Linked DNA regions of Sus scrofa: regions 1, 2 and 4 are each linked to region 3. Evidence: chromatin contacts called from public HiChIP or PLAC-seq data. All regions are on one chromosome and are shown on one strand. The core of a region is the stretch at or near the end of the contact, and the rest is flanking DNA. Distances in the headings are between cores, read along the strand shown. Region 1 holds the start of EDEM2 (ER degradation-enhancing alpha-mannosidase-like protein 2). Region 2 holds the start of TRPC4AP (short transient receptor potential channel 4-associated protein). Region 3 holds the start of CEP250 (centrosome-associated protein CEP250). Region 4 holds the start of CNBD2 (cyclic nucleotide-binding domain-containing protein 2).

Region 1 (2,700 bases), core at 30-2,529, 290 kb before region 3:
TTAATCCATGTCAGCTTCAGGCAAATGCAATGATTCTTCACTCGTTCAGCAAGGAACGAGATGGAGAATTCCACCTTTCATAGATTTTTATTCTAGTGGAAGTAAGAAAGACACACTAGTAGATAAGTGAAAACGACAGTATCAGAGTGAGTAGTGCTACAAAGAAAATAAAAAGGGTGGTTTGTGAGTGTGACCTGTAGGAGGTGGGTAGTTAGGGGAACTGTGGCTGAGAGGACATTTTGAGCTGAGATCTCAAGAAGCAGTCAGGGATGTGAGGGTAAAGGGGGAAGCGTGTTTCAGTTACACTAAACACTACCAAAGCTCAGATGTTTCATGTTTGCCAAGAGTTACATCCCCTAATGGGCCTGTTTGCCCACTTGTAACATGAAGGGGTTGGGTCTTCTGATTTCTTGAAGCCCTTCCACATATCCTACAGCTCCAGAGATTTGCCCAAATCCCAACAGCTGATGCCTGTTACACTTGTGGCCCGAGCCCAGAGGCCCAGCCCACCAGGCTAACCCAGCCTTTTTCCACTATGAGATCCAGCTTTCCCGGAGGTTGGGTGGATCCTGGTGGTGCTGACCCGAATTGAGGGGAAAGCGACCCCACCCTGGCTAGCAAGTTTTCAGGAACCAGTGAGGAAACCATGAAGGCACCAGTCCCAGCAGCCCCGCCCGCCTAGGACAGGACTGCCAGACCCCGGCCGCCCTGTTGCTCCTCCGCTCGCACTACCTGCCCCAGGTGTCGTGCCCGTCACAGGTGAGAGGTCGCAGCTCGTCGTAGGGAAAGGCATTCTCCAGGTAGCTGTCGTAGGCGTGGTAGAACATGGCCTTGACTCGCTCCCTGATGCGGGGTACAAGAAATAAGGAGGGGGCCACCAAAGGAAACCAGTCAGGGGAAAGGACAAGAAATAGGGTGGAAAGTGGGAATCACCACCTGATTTCTGCCGGAGCCCAGAGGTGGGGTCCCAGCAGGTCAGGGTGGGTATCCTGGGACAGAGGGCAAGGGAGGGGACCAGGTCTGCGCTTCCCATTCCCCAACTATGGAAGGGCGGGGAGCCTGACCCCCTTCACCTGTAGTGCGCGGGGTCGGGCGCGGTGCCATCGGGGCCCGGCGCACCATGGTGCAAGGGCAGCAGCGCGCACAGGAGGCCAAGCGGGACGAGCAGCCGGAAAGGCATAGAGCTCGTGTCCTGTCAGCGCGGCCACAGCAGCAGCAGCCACCGCCACCCGTTCATCCTGGGAGCCTTTGCTGAGTCTTCCGGGAGTTCGCGCCACTGCGCCTGCGTGCTGATACATCAACCACTCAGTTGTGGACTACAAGCCCCAGAATGCAATAAGCGGCGGAACCCAAGCAAAGAGCATCTTGGGATATACAGTCTCTCTAGTCGAGATGAACGTGTCCTAAAGACAGTGGCTCTTACAGTTACTCTTACTAATGCTTTAGCAACAGCGTTTTAAAAAAGCTTCTTAAAGTTGGTCAGCATTTTAGACCACAGCAACACACATGATTTTAGGCAGTATGATATTTAGTAGACTTAACCCTGGATTTGAAGGGAGACTTCATTCTTTTCTTTTTGATGAAAAAGACAGATGGAAGTGGCAGCTTAATTCCTTGAGCTGGAATGAAGACTTGTTTGGTCCCCTTTGGACCAGCATCCTTGAAAACAACCTTCAAATTAATACCTTGAAATGCTGTCAGTAGATATAAGAATTAAAACTCTAACATAACCCAGAGAGCTTAAGGTAGCACAGAGTAGAGGTTAAGCATGGGCCTTGGAGTTATCTGGTGGTGCAATGGATTACCGATCAGGTGTTATTGCTGCTGTGATGTAGTTCTGGTCCTGGCCCAGGAACTTCCACATGCTGCAGGCATGAGCCAAAAAAAGGAAAAAAAAAGTGTGGGCCTTAGATTGAGAAGACCTGAGTTAGAATACTAGCTCCATCCTTGTTAGGAGTGTGGTCTGACTAGCTTGTCTTCTGGGTATTTTACTCATTTGTAAAATAGGAATAATATTAGTATTTGCCTAATAGGATTACGAGGATTCAGTGAGCATGTCACACTGCGTGATAGAACAGAAACACAAAAAATTTTACGATGCTTTTGGCAACTCCTCTGGGAAGTGCCAGATGGAAGGGAAAGGAGATGACAGTATACTGAGACTCAGGTAACAACACAGGGGCATAGTATTAAATTCCTGTGACTGCTGTAACAAAGTATAATTACCACAAACTTGGTGGCTTAAAGCAACAGAAATGTACCCTAACACAGTTCTAGAGGCTAGAGGCCTGAAATTAGTTTCACTGAGCCAAAATCAAGATATTATCAGGGTGCCCTCCCCCTGGAGCCTCTGAGGAAGAATCTGCTCCTTGCTGCTCCAGCTTCTCCTGGGGAAAAGACAGTTGCTGGCATTCCTTGGCCTGTGGCCCTATCACTCCAATCTTTGCCTCAGTGTTCTTATCACCTCCTTTTCTGTGGGTGTGTGTCATACCTCTCCCTCTGCTCTCCCAGAAGGACATTATGACTGCAGTTGGGGCCACCTAGATAATACAGTATGATCTCCCATCTCAGGATCCTTAACTTGAGAGTTCCCACTGTGGCTCAGCAGGTTAAGAACCCAGTATAGTGTCTGTGAAGATGTGGGTTCAATCTCTGGAATCACTCAGTGGGTTAAGGATCCAGCATTGCTGCAAGCTCTTG
Region 2 (2,700 bases), core at 92-2,591, 340 kb before region 3:
ACAGGTGTGTTTCCAATGTTAAGTTCTGGGAATGTGAAGGGGGAGGGGAAAGGGCGAGCGGCCTAGGTCTTAATTCACCCTGCTTTACCCTAAAGCAGTGTTCTTCATTCACTCAAAAAAAAAAAGAAAAAGAAAGAAAGGAAGAAAGAAAGACAGACAGACTAATCATATATTGAGCACATATTATAAGCCAGATACCAAGTATAGCATTAATATTAACTGATTACCCTTCAGTTTCTTATTATGCACCAGAAATGTATTTAACCTTTTACACGATTGTCTTTTATCTTCACAACACCTTAACAGGTAGCTTACTAATTATCATCTCCATTTTACAAATAAGGAAACTGAGGCACAGAAAAGTAATTTGACCAAGCAAGAAAAAGCAGGATTCTGAATCCAGGCCTTACTCTACAGCCCTAGCTCTTAACCATGACGCTCTACACCGGCAAAACAGATACAGTCCCTGCACCCGCTGGAGCTCAGCTTAATGTGGAATACAGGCGAGAAAAAAAGTAGACAACAAAGAAATATGTAATTACAGACTGAGAAAGTAATGTGAACAAAACGAATTCAGGTCTGTAACTGAATAACAATGGGAACCTACTCTGGGGTGGGGGTGGGGGGTTATGTCAAGGAAAGGCCTCTCTGAATGACATTTTAGGAGAGAACCTTTTAGGAGCTGAGATCCTTTTAGGAGCTGCAGTGATGACCCACCGCCCAATTCATGGGGGAGAAACTCAAGGACCATAGAGGCTAAAGCAAACTCGCTCAGGGTCCTCCAGACGTGCAGACGTGGCGCAAGGAAGGGAGGATCCAGGAGCTGGGCCCCGGACTCGTACACGCCATCAATGCCTGATGCAGCTCAGCCTTGCTCAGCCCCTAACACAGGTCCTCTAGCCTGCCACTGCCCACTCACTGTCCTGCCGCGGCTGACAGCGTCCGGAGAGCCCACAGAAAGGCCCAACGGCCGGCCAAGAGGGGTCGGGCCCGTACTGCGGCGGCCTGGAAAGGCCTCTTCGCCGGCCCTCGGCCAGCTCCCGCCCGGTCCACCCCGCCCCGCCCCTCCGGGCCGACTTCCTACCTGCACCGCCCGGACCAGGCCCCGGCCGGTCAGCTGGCCCTGCCGCAGCTGCAACAGAATGTTACCAGGCCGCGGCCGGCCGCCCCATCCGCCCCAAGCCGCCACCGTTGCCGCCGCCCGTCGCGCCCGGCCGGCCCCAGATCCAGCAGCCGCCGGCGCCGCCGCCATGTCTCCTCGTCCGACAAACAGGAAGCAAGCGGCCCCGGGGCCGCGGAGATTTCTACGGGGCGGCGGAGGGGTCGCCGCAGCGCCCCCACTGGGCTGACGGCGGAGGCGCAAGCCGCGTGGCAGAGCCGTGAGCCCCGCGGGGGCTGCTGGGAACTGTAGTCTTGATCTGAGGCGGGCAGGTGCGAGAGAGCCTGGCGTCCCCTGCGCCACTTGTTTCTCTGGCCCAGCATTTTGGCGAGGTCCTCTGACGTCGAAGACAAGTCTCTGCGTGCGCACTCTCCCATTTCTTGCCTATTTGGGGAGGTTATAGCCAACTAGCTAGAAGATCCTGGGTTCCAGACCAGGAATCTGGCCGCCTGATGTGATTCCTGCTTGCCTCTTTCTCTACCCTTGACTCGCCACGGACCTGAGCCTCAGTTTCTTGTTAGTTCATTCAGTCGATAGTTCCTGGGAGTCTGTTCAGCCAGTAAATAGTTCCTTGGGGCCCGCTCTATCAGTACCGAACAGTCCTTGGGAAAACAGTGCTGAGCAGAACAAAGTCCCTGTTTTCAAATGCAAGTTACAGGGGAGGTCAGCAAATCCATATGCAAATACACAGTAACAAACTGGGTAAGATGTGTAACTAGATTGTCGTGAAGTTAAATGAAATAATGGAAGGGGAAAGGATTGGTAAATTGTGACATCATATTCTCTGTCAGAGGAAACGTCGTAATTTCTCCACACAGGACGGTATGTTCTCTCTACTCCGAACCAACGTAATCATTTTTTTTGGCAAATTTCTGTGGCAGGATCTCGTCCTCTCCTCTCCTTTTTTCTTCCTGGGAGGGGATCATGTAAAATAAATGAAAGAGGAATGCTGGGTGTGATGCAATAAGGAATGGTGGAGATTGTGCCGCATAGTTTATTGCTCAAATCAGAACATATTTAAGAATGAAAGGATGCTGCTAACAATTACAACAGGACAGCAGGCATATATAGGGATTGTTCCTGGCACACTGGGATTGTGGTCACCATCCTCAGGCCCATCAAAAGGAGTGATCTCTACCCTCTCCTGCAGATTGTTGCTGAATCGTCTAGTTTTTCCAGAACAGCCAAAAAGCTGGGTTTTGATGTGAAATTACCCAGTTCTGAAAACTCCATAGGCCAAGTAAAACCCTATTTGTGACCCCAAGACAGGGAGACCAGGGACCAGATCCAGATATACTTGGAACTTTAGCATGTGGTAAGGGAGACATTTCAAATCAATGGGGAAAGAAAAAAAAATTTAGGTCTTAAACTTTACAGCAAAAGCTAAAATGAATCTCAGACATATTAAGTTACATATAACAAAATCAAAATATAGTTCTAAAGCTGGTTTGTGGTAATGGTGATACATCCCTTATTTGACTAAAAATCATTGGATTGTACACTCAAAATGAGTGAATTTTATGATATGTCAATTATACCTC
Region 3 (2,700 bases), core at 164-2,663:
TACTATAAAAAGAGCACTGTGATAGAAAATGATAGGGTATTACTGTAAATAGCATGGTCAGGGAAGACCTAACTGATTTGAGACCTGAAAGAGAGGAAGTTATCAGCTAATCCAAGAGCTCTGGCAAAACTGGCCTAGGAGATGGCAAAGCATCTGCAAAAGCCCTGAGGTTGGTGTGGGTAACATTCCAAATACTGCAGTGACTATTCTTGCACACAACCTGTCAGGGGACCATCTTCTTGGGGTGGATTCCCACACAACTGAGTCTTTGTATCTTTTTTCTCTGTCCAATGTCCTGGATGTTTTTTCTTCTCTTTCAAGATAGTTTGCTTTTCAGATTCATTGTCCTCCCTCCCTGCCAACTTACTATTTTTTTTTTCCCTCAAGGTAACTATTAAGAATTTATTTTGGGAGTTCCTGCTGTGGCACAGCAGCAACGAATCCGACTAGGAACCATGAGGTTGTGGGTTTGATCTCTGGCCTCGCTCAGTGGGTTAGGGATCAGATTAGACCCCTAGACTGGGAAACTTCACATGCAGGGGTGAGTGGGGCCCTCAAAAGACCCCCCCCCAAAGAAAGAACTTTTGTTCTTTTAGGAGAAAAGATACAATATAGCTCTTATTGAAGTGCTCCCTTCTCAGGTTCCCTTTGGCTGTGCATTGCCTGTTTCACTCCTACTACCCATCAATCCATCCGTTCACTCAGCACTTACTGAGCACCTATTTTGTACCAGCCTTTGTGCTGGGTGCTAGAGATACACAAACTTATGCTATGCTTCTCAAAATGTGTTCCCAATGCATCATAATCACTCAGGGTATTTGCTGGAAGACACATTCCTGGGCTCCATGCCTGGTTTACTGACTCTCCATGGGTGGAATCCAAAAGTCTACATTTTGGAGTTCCTGTTGTGGCTCAGTGGTTAACAAACCCAACTAGTATCCACGAAGACTCAGGTTTGATCCCTGGCCTTGCTCAGTGGGTTAAGGATCCAGTGTTACCATTAACTGTGGGATCAGTTGCAGAGGAGGCTCTGATCCAGTGTGTCTGTGGCTGTGGGTGTAGGCTGGCAGCTACAGCTCCAATTCGACCCCCAGCCTGGAAACCCCATATGCCACGGGTGTGGCCCTAAAAAGACAAAAAACAAACAAAAAAACTCTACATTTTAAGAAATACCCGTTATTGTTTTTTAATCCCAATTTTTTTGTCTTTTTTTTGGGGGGGGTCCCAGCCGCGTTGTCGAGGTACACCACAGCTCAGGGCAACGCGGGACACTTAACCCACTGATCGAGGCCAGGAATCAAACCCGCATCCTCGTAGATACCAGTCAGGTTCTTTACCTCTGAGCCACTACGGGAACACCCCAACTCAAATTTTATTTTTTAATTTTTATTTATTTTTTTGGCCGCACCCAGGGCATATGGAAGTTATTGGACCAGGGATAGAAACCGGGCCAAAGCAGCAACTTAAGCGACTGCAGTGACAACGACAAATCCTTAAACCGCTGCACAAGAGACTCTCCAACTAAAATTTGAGAACCAAGGAGTGGAAAAGAATGGCAGGTAAATAAAATTTACAGCTCTAAAAAAGTGCATTGATAATCCATGTGCAAAACACGCTCTAGAGTCCTCTAGAGAGAGTCAGGCTTATTCAGAAAATTATATAAACTGTAGCTCTCCAGTGGGATGCAGGACATTCAGGCAGTCTCCGGTGCAAAGTGTATTCAAATGACATTAAGTAATTATATTATGAATGTTGAGTAGCCTGAAGCTACTTGGAGTTTCGGAGATTGAAGCTGAGTTTTGCCGCGACCAGGAGCCAGTTTCCTTCAGCACGTAGTTAATTGTACTCAGGTTTGGGAGTGGAGCATTGCGCAGGCGCATCTAGAACGAGGCGACCACACACATGCGCCGTATGTAACCTCGAAGCCAAAAGGGATACGATTGAGGGCAAGTGTTTTCTGTTACCGAAACTTCCTTTGCTCAAATAAGCAACCCTGGATGTCTCCATTTCGGGCGAGGAAATCTAACGTCTCTTAACATAATCCCTTCTTTTCTTCTGGGCCACTCTTGTAAAACAGCTGCCAGTACTCAACATGGCGAGAGGCCCCTAAGGCGATGCAGTCCTCTCTGGAGCGCCGGCTGGAGCGGCAGGGCTCTCCGAAAGGGCGGGAGTTTGGGGGGCGGGGCCTGCGCCCCAGCCACTCCGTGAGCCCCCGCCCCGCCTCCCCCGCCCGGCCTCAGCTGCAGCTTCACCGACTCCCGCGCTGAGGAGCACCCTGGGAACCTGCGGGAGCGGAGCGTGGTGAGGAAGGGCCTCAGGGGCGGGCGGGAGGTACCCGTGTTAACGGTCCAAGGCCCAGCGACTAGGGTGCTCCTGGGAATCCCATTCGGGCAGCGGCCTCCGGTTTCCCAGAAGAAACTCAGAGGCCCAAAAGAGGCTGGGTCCTGTTCTGGGGCTCTGGCCCCTGGCCTCCGCGTCCTGCTGTTGCTACCGCTCTGGGCTCCAGACCTTGCAGAAAGGGAGCTTCCCGACCCTGGGGTTGTCAGGATAAGGCGCTGCGCTCTCCTGCGCGTCCCGCTCCAGGCTCCCAGGATTTCGCGACTTCCTCTGCCCTTGGGGCTTTGCATGTGACTGTCCGAAAGTCCGGTCCTACCCGCCGCCCCACTCTGGAACTCTCATTCTTCGGGACCCAACTTAAGT
Region 4 (2,700 bases), core at 144-2,643, 440 kb after region 3:
CTGGCCCACAGTATCCTCCAGGGTGAAGCTTGCTCACCTGCCCGCTTGCTTCTCTCACAAGCGTCCTATCCTAATAAATCTGTTTCTTGCCTATTAAAAAAAAAAAAAATAGCCTGATGAATTGGGCCTTTGGGGAAGCCAGTGCCCAAAGGGCAGGCAGGTGGGACAAGTAGTTTGGCAGTATTGATACAGCAATGGCCACTTAAACGAGTATTTAGTAGAGCTAACAATTTGTCTGCACCATCCCACAGTCATAAGGTAAGACTATAACCATCATCTACCCTCTTAGGTAGGAAAACAAGCTCAAATTCCAGCTAGTGAGAGGGTAGAGCGAATACGGAACCCAGGCTGCTGGACCCACATTACCAAACAAAGGAAACCCAAGTGGGGTCCTAGGGAACGCGCAGGAGAAAATTTCCCAGATGTGGAGGCCCAAGCCTAGCCAACCCAATGATTCCACAAAACCTACGAAGGTCAAGTGAATAAGAAAGGCTTTATTCTCATGAGCTCCCAACTTGATTTCGCCACCAGTCAGAAAGGTTGGAAATAGGCTCGGGGAAATAAACATTGCAAAGGACGACCGAAAAGGACACTCGAGACTGCAGGAACAGCCAAAACTCGTTTTTCATTAACGCAGAATGGAGAGCCGGGCCGCCGGCAGCCCGGCTGCTCAGCCTGTAATGCGTACGTCTGTGCGGCGGCGAAGCCGCCGGGCCCGCGCCGCCTCGGGCAGGATGGCGAGCAGCTGCTCTTGCACCAGCATCTCCACGATCTGCTCCTTCGTGCGGATGTCGGGCCGCAGCCACTGGCGGGAAAGCTCCCGCAGCTGCCGGAACGCTTCCCGCGGGCCTGCCGCGTCTTGGTAGCGGAACTGCCGGAATCGCTGGCGGAACGTCTCTGGGCCGGGCCGGGAACCGCCAGGGCCTGGGGGTGAGCGCGGAGCTGCTTCGGCAAACGACGCGGAGCCCAGGGCTGCGGGCCCGAGGGGCAGCTCCAGGGAGGCGGAGGCGGCCGAGTGAGGCGTAGGATTCTCTTCGGCGACCTCGGCCTTGGGGCTGGAGGGCTTGGGGGCAGGCGGTGGGGCCTCAGGAGTCGAGAAGGAGTCCGCAGAGTCACGCTCCGGGCCTGAGCTCGGGCCGGCCCCTTCTTCTTTCCCCAACGGCAGCGCGAGACTCCCGGTAGCCGCCAAGCTCAGCTCGGTGGCCGCCATAACTCCGCTACGGACGTCACTCTTTGTCCCGCAGCTGAGGGCGCGGCACTACGTCTGCGCGGGGGCTGGGTAAGGAGGGAGACGTTTCCGCTAGAGGGCGGAGTCCGCGAGACCCTGAGGGAGGCGGGCGGGGGGCGCCGTGAGCTTACCAGCGCCGGCGAAGCGGCTGGGGCGGCCGGAAGTGGTCGTCCCCGCTGGCTTCTCTATGATGACCTCGGTGCGCGAGCGCCCGGAAGCCGAGTCTGGGCTCGAGGACGCGGCGCCCCCTCGCGTTCGCGAGTCCCGCCAGGAGGCGGCGGCCACAGCAGGGCACCCGGCTAATCTAAGCGTGCAATGGTCAGTTCGGGATGGTGGCGCCTCCGAGCACCAGTTCGAGGAGAAGGAGGAGGCGGGGAAGGAACCCGAGGAGGTGTCGGAGGATGACTCTGAGGAGGAGAACTCTGAGGAGGAGTTGGAGGAGGAGTCGGGGGAGGAGCCGGTGCCGGAACGCCTACTCAGGCCCAAGGAGGAGGGGCCCAAAAGGGTCATCATGCGACTTGGTGGCTTCGGCCGGCAGGTGACCTGCGCCGCCCCTGCCTCTGCATGCGCACCTTTTTACCCGACCCTAATTGGGATGAAGGCGAGCCAGAGCTCGCGGGGTCTGGGGCCCAGCAGGTGGCAGAGAAGGGACGGCGGGATGACTGTCAGGCATTAGGGGGAGGGCCCAACTCGGGAAAGTTCTTTCGCTCAGTCGAAAGAGGGCAGTACACCTGCCTGGTAGAGGGAGTGACACAGATAACGTGTGTAAGATCCTCAGCACACAGAGTAAAACTTGCCCTTCTCATGGCACAAAGTAAATGCTGAAGAACTTTTTTTTTTTTTTTTTTTTTTTGCGTGTCCTCTGGAATCAAGGGACAGGTGGCGCTGTAGGTTTTGCTTTTAATTTTAGGATTACTAAATAGACTAAATGTGTACTGCCATATAGTGGTCACTAGGTATGTATGCTTACCTCGTTAGTTCTTGAAATGTGGCTAGTCAGAAAGGGAATGTCCTGTAACGTGACATATATACAGGACTTGGTATGAAAAAGATAAAGTGTCGCCGTAATTTTTTCTGTTGTTACATGTTGGATTGATAATATTTTGCATATATTGAGTCAAATAAAATATATAATTCAGGATTTCCTGTCGTGGCTCAGTGGTTAATGAATCCACCTAGCATCCATGAGGACACAGGTTCGATCCCTGGCCTTGCTCAATGGATTAAGGATCCTGCATTGCTGTGAGCTGTGGTGTAGGTTGCAGATGCCGCTGGGATCCTGTGTGGCTGTGGCTGTGGCTTAGGCCAGTAGCTACAGTTCCGATTCGACCCCTAGTCTGGAAACCTCCATATGCCATGGGTACTAAATATATATATATATGTATATAAATGTCAAATTTCATGTGTGTCATTTTACTTTTTAAATGTGACCTACTAGAAAACTATTTTTTATGGGGGGGGGCGCACCTACA

The links. HiChIP or PLAC-seq counts read pairs in DNA pulled down with a chosen protein or histone mark.
Region 1: a contact with region 3 is called in an H3K27ac HiChIP or PLAC-seq map of alveolar macrophages. The contact joins the promoter of EDEM2 here to the promoter of CEP250 in region 3. A contact is called at or near these places in 1 of 5 promoter capture datasets (liver) and 1 of 2 datasets of contacts at active chromatin or transcription factors (alveolar macrophages).
Region 2: an H3K27ac HiChIP or PLAC-seq map of alveolar macrophages shows a contact between it and region 3. The contact joins the promoter of TRPC4AP here to the promoter of CEP250 in region 3. A contact is called at or near these places in 1 of 5 promoter capture datasets (liver), 1 of 47 Hi-C or Micro-C datasets (omental adipose tissue) and 1 of 2 datasets of contacts at active chromatin or transcription factors (alveolar macrophages).
Region 4: an H3K27ac HiChIP or PLAC-seq map of alveolar macrophages shows a contact between it and region 3. The contact joins the promoter of CNBD2 here to the promoter of CEP250 in region 3. A contact is called at or near these places in 2 of 5 promoter capture datasets (fetal liver and fetal skeletal muscle), 1 of 47 Hi-C or Micro-C datasets (embryonic fibroblasts) and 2 of 2 datasets of contacts at active chromatin or transcription factors (alveolar macrophages and skeletal muscle).

What each region holds. Positions count from the first base shown.
Region 1 is chr17:38,513,964-38,516,663 of Sscrofa11.1, forward strand. It overlaps EDEM2 (ER degradation-enhancing alpha-mannosidase-like protein 2), which reads right to left and starts at 1,280. Exons shown (of 11, transcript XM_003359958.5): 1 at 1,074-1,280; 2 at 733-843. The coding sequence starts at 1,180.
Region 2 is chr17:38,466,949-38,469,648 of Sscrofa11.1, forward strand. It overlaps TRPC4AP (short transient receptor potential channel 4-associated protein), which reads right to left and starts at 1,342. Exons shown (of 19, transcript XM_003359957.4): 1 at 1,085-1,342. The coding sequence starts at 1,252.
Region 3 is chr17:38,808,311-38,811,010 of Sscrofa11.1, forward strand. It overlaps CEP250 (centrosome-associated protein CEP250), which reads left to right and starts at 1,414. Exons shown (of 34, transcript XM_013985307.2): 1 at 1,414-2,301.
Region 4 is chr17:39,243,982-39,246,681 of Sscrofa11.1, forward strand. CNBD2 (cyclic nucleotide-binding domain-containing protein 2) reads left to right here and starts at 1,394. Exons shown (of 13, transcript XM_021077743.1): 1 at 1,394-1,766. The coding sequence starts at 1,416. It overlaps SCAND1 (SCAN domain-containing protein 1), which reads right to left and starts at 1,647. Exons shown (of 1, transcript XM_003134419.4): 1 at 475-1,647. The coding sequence starts at 1,210. The coding sequence ends at 671.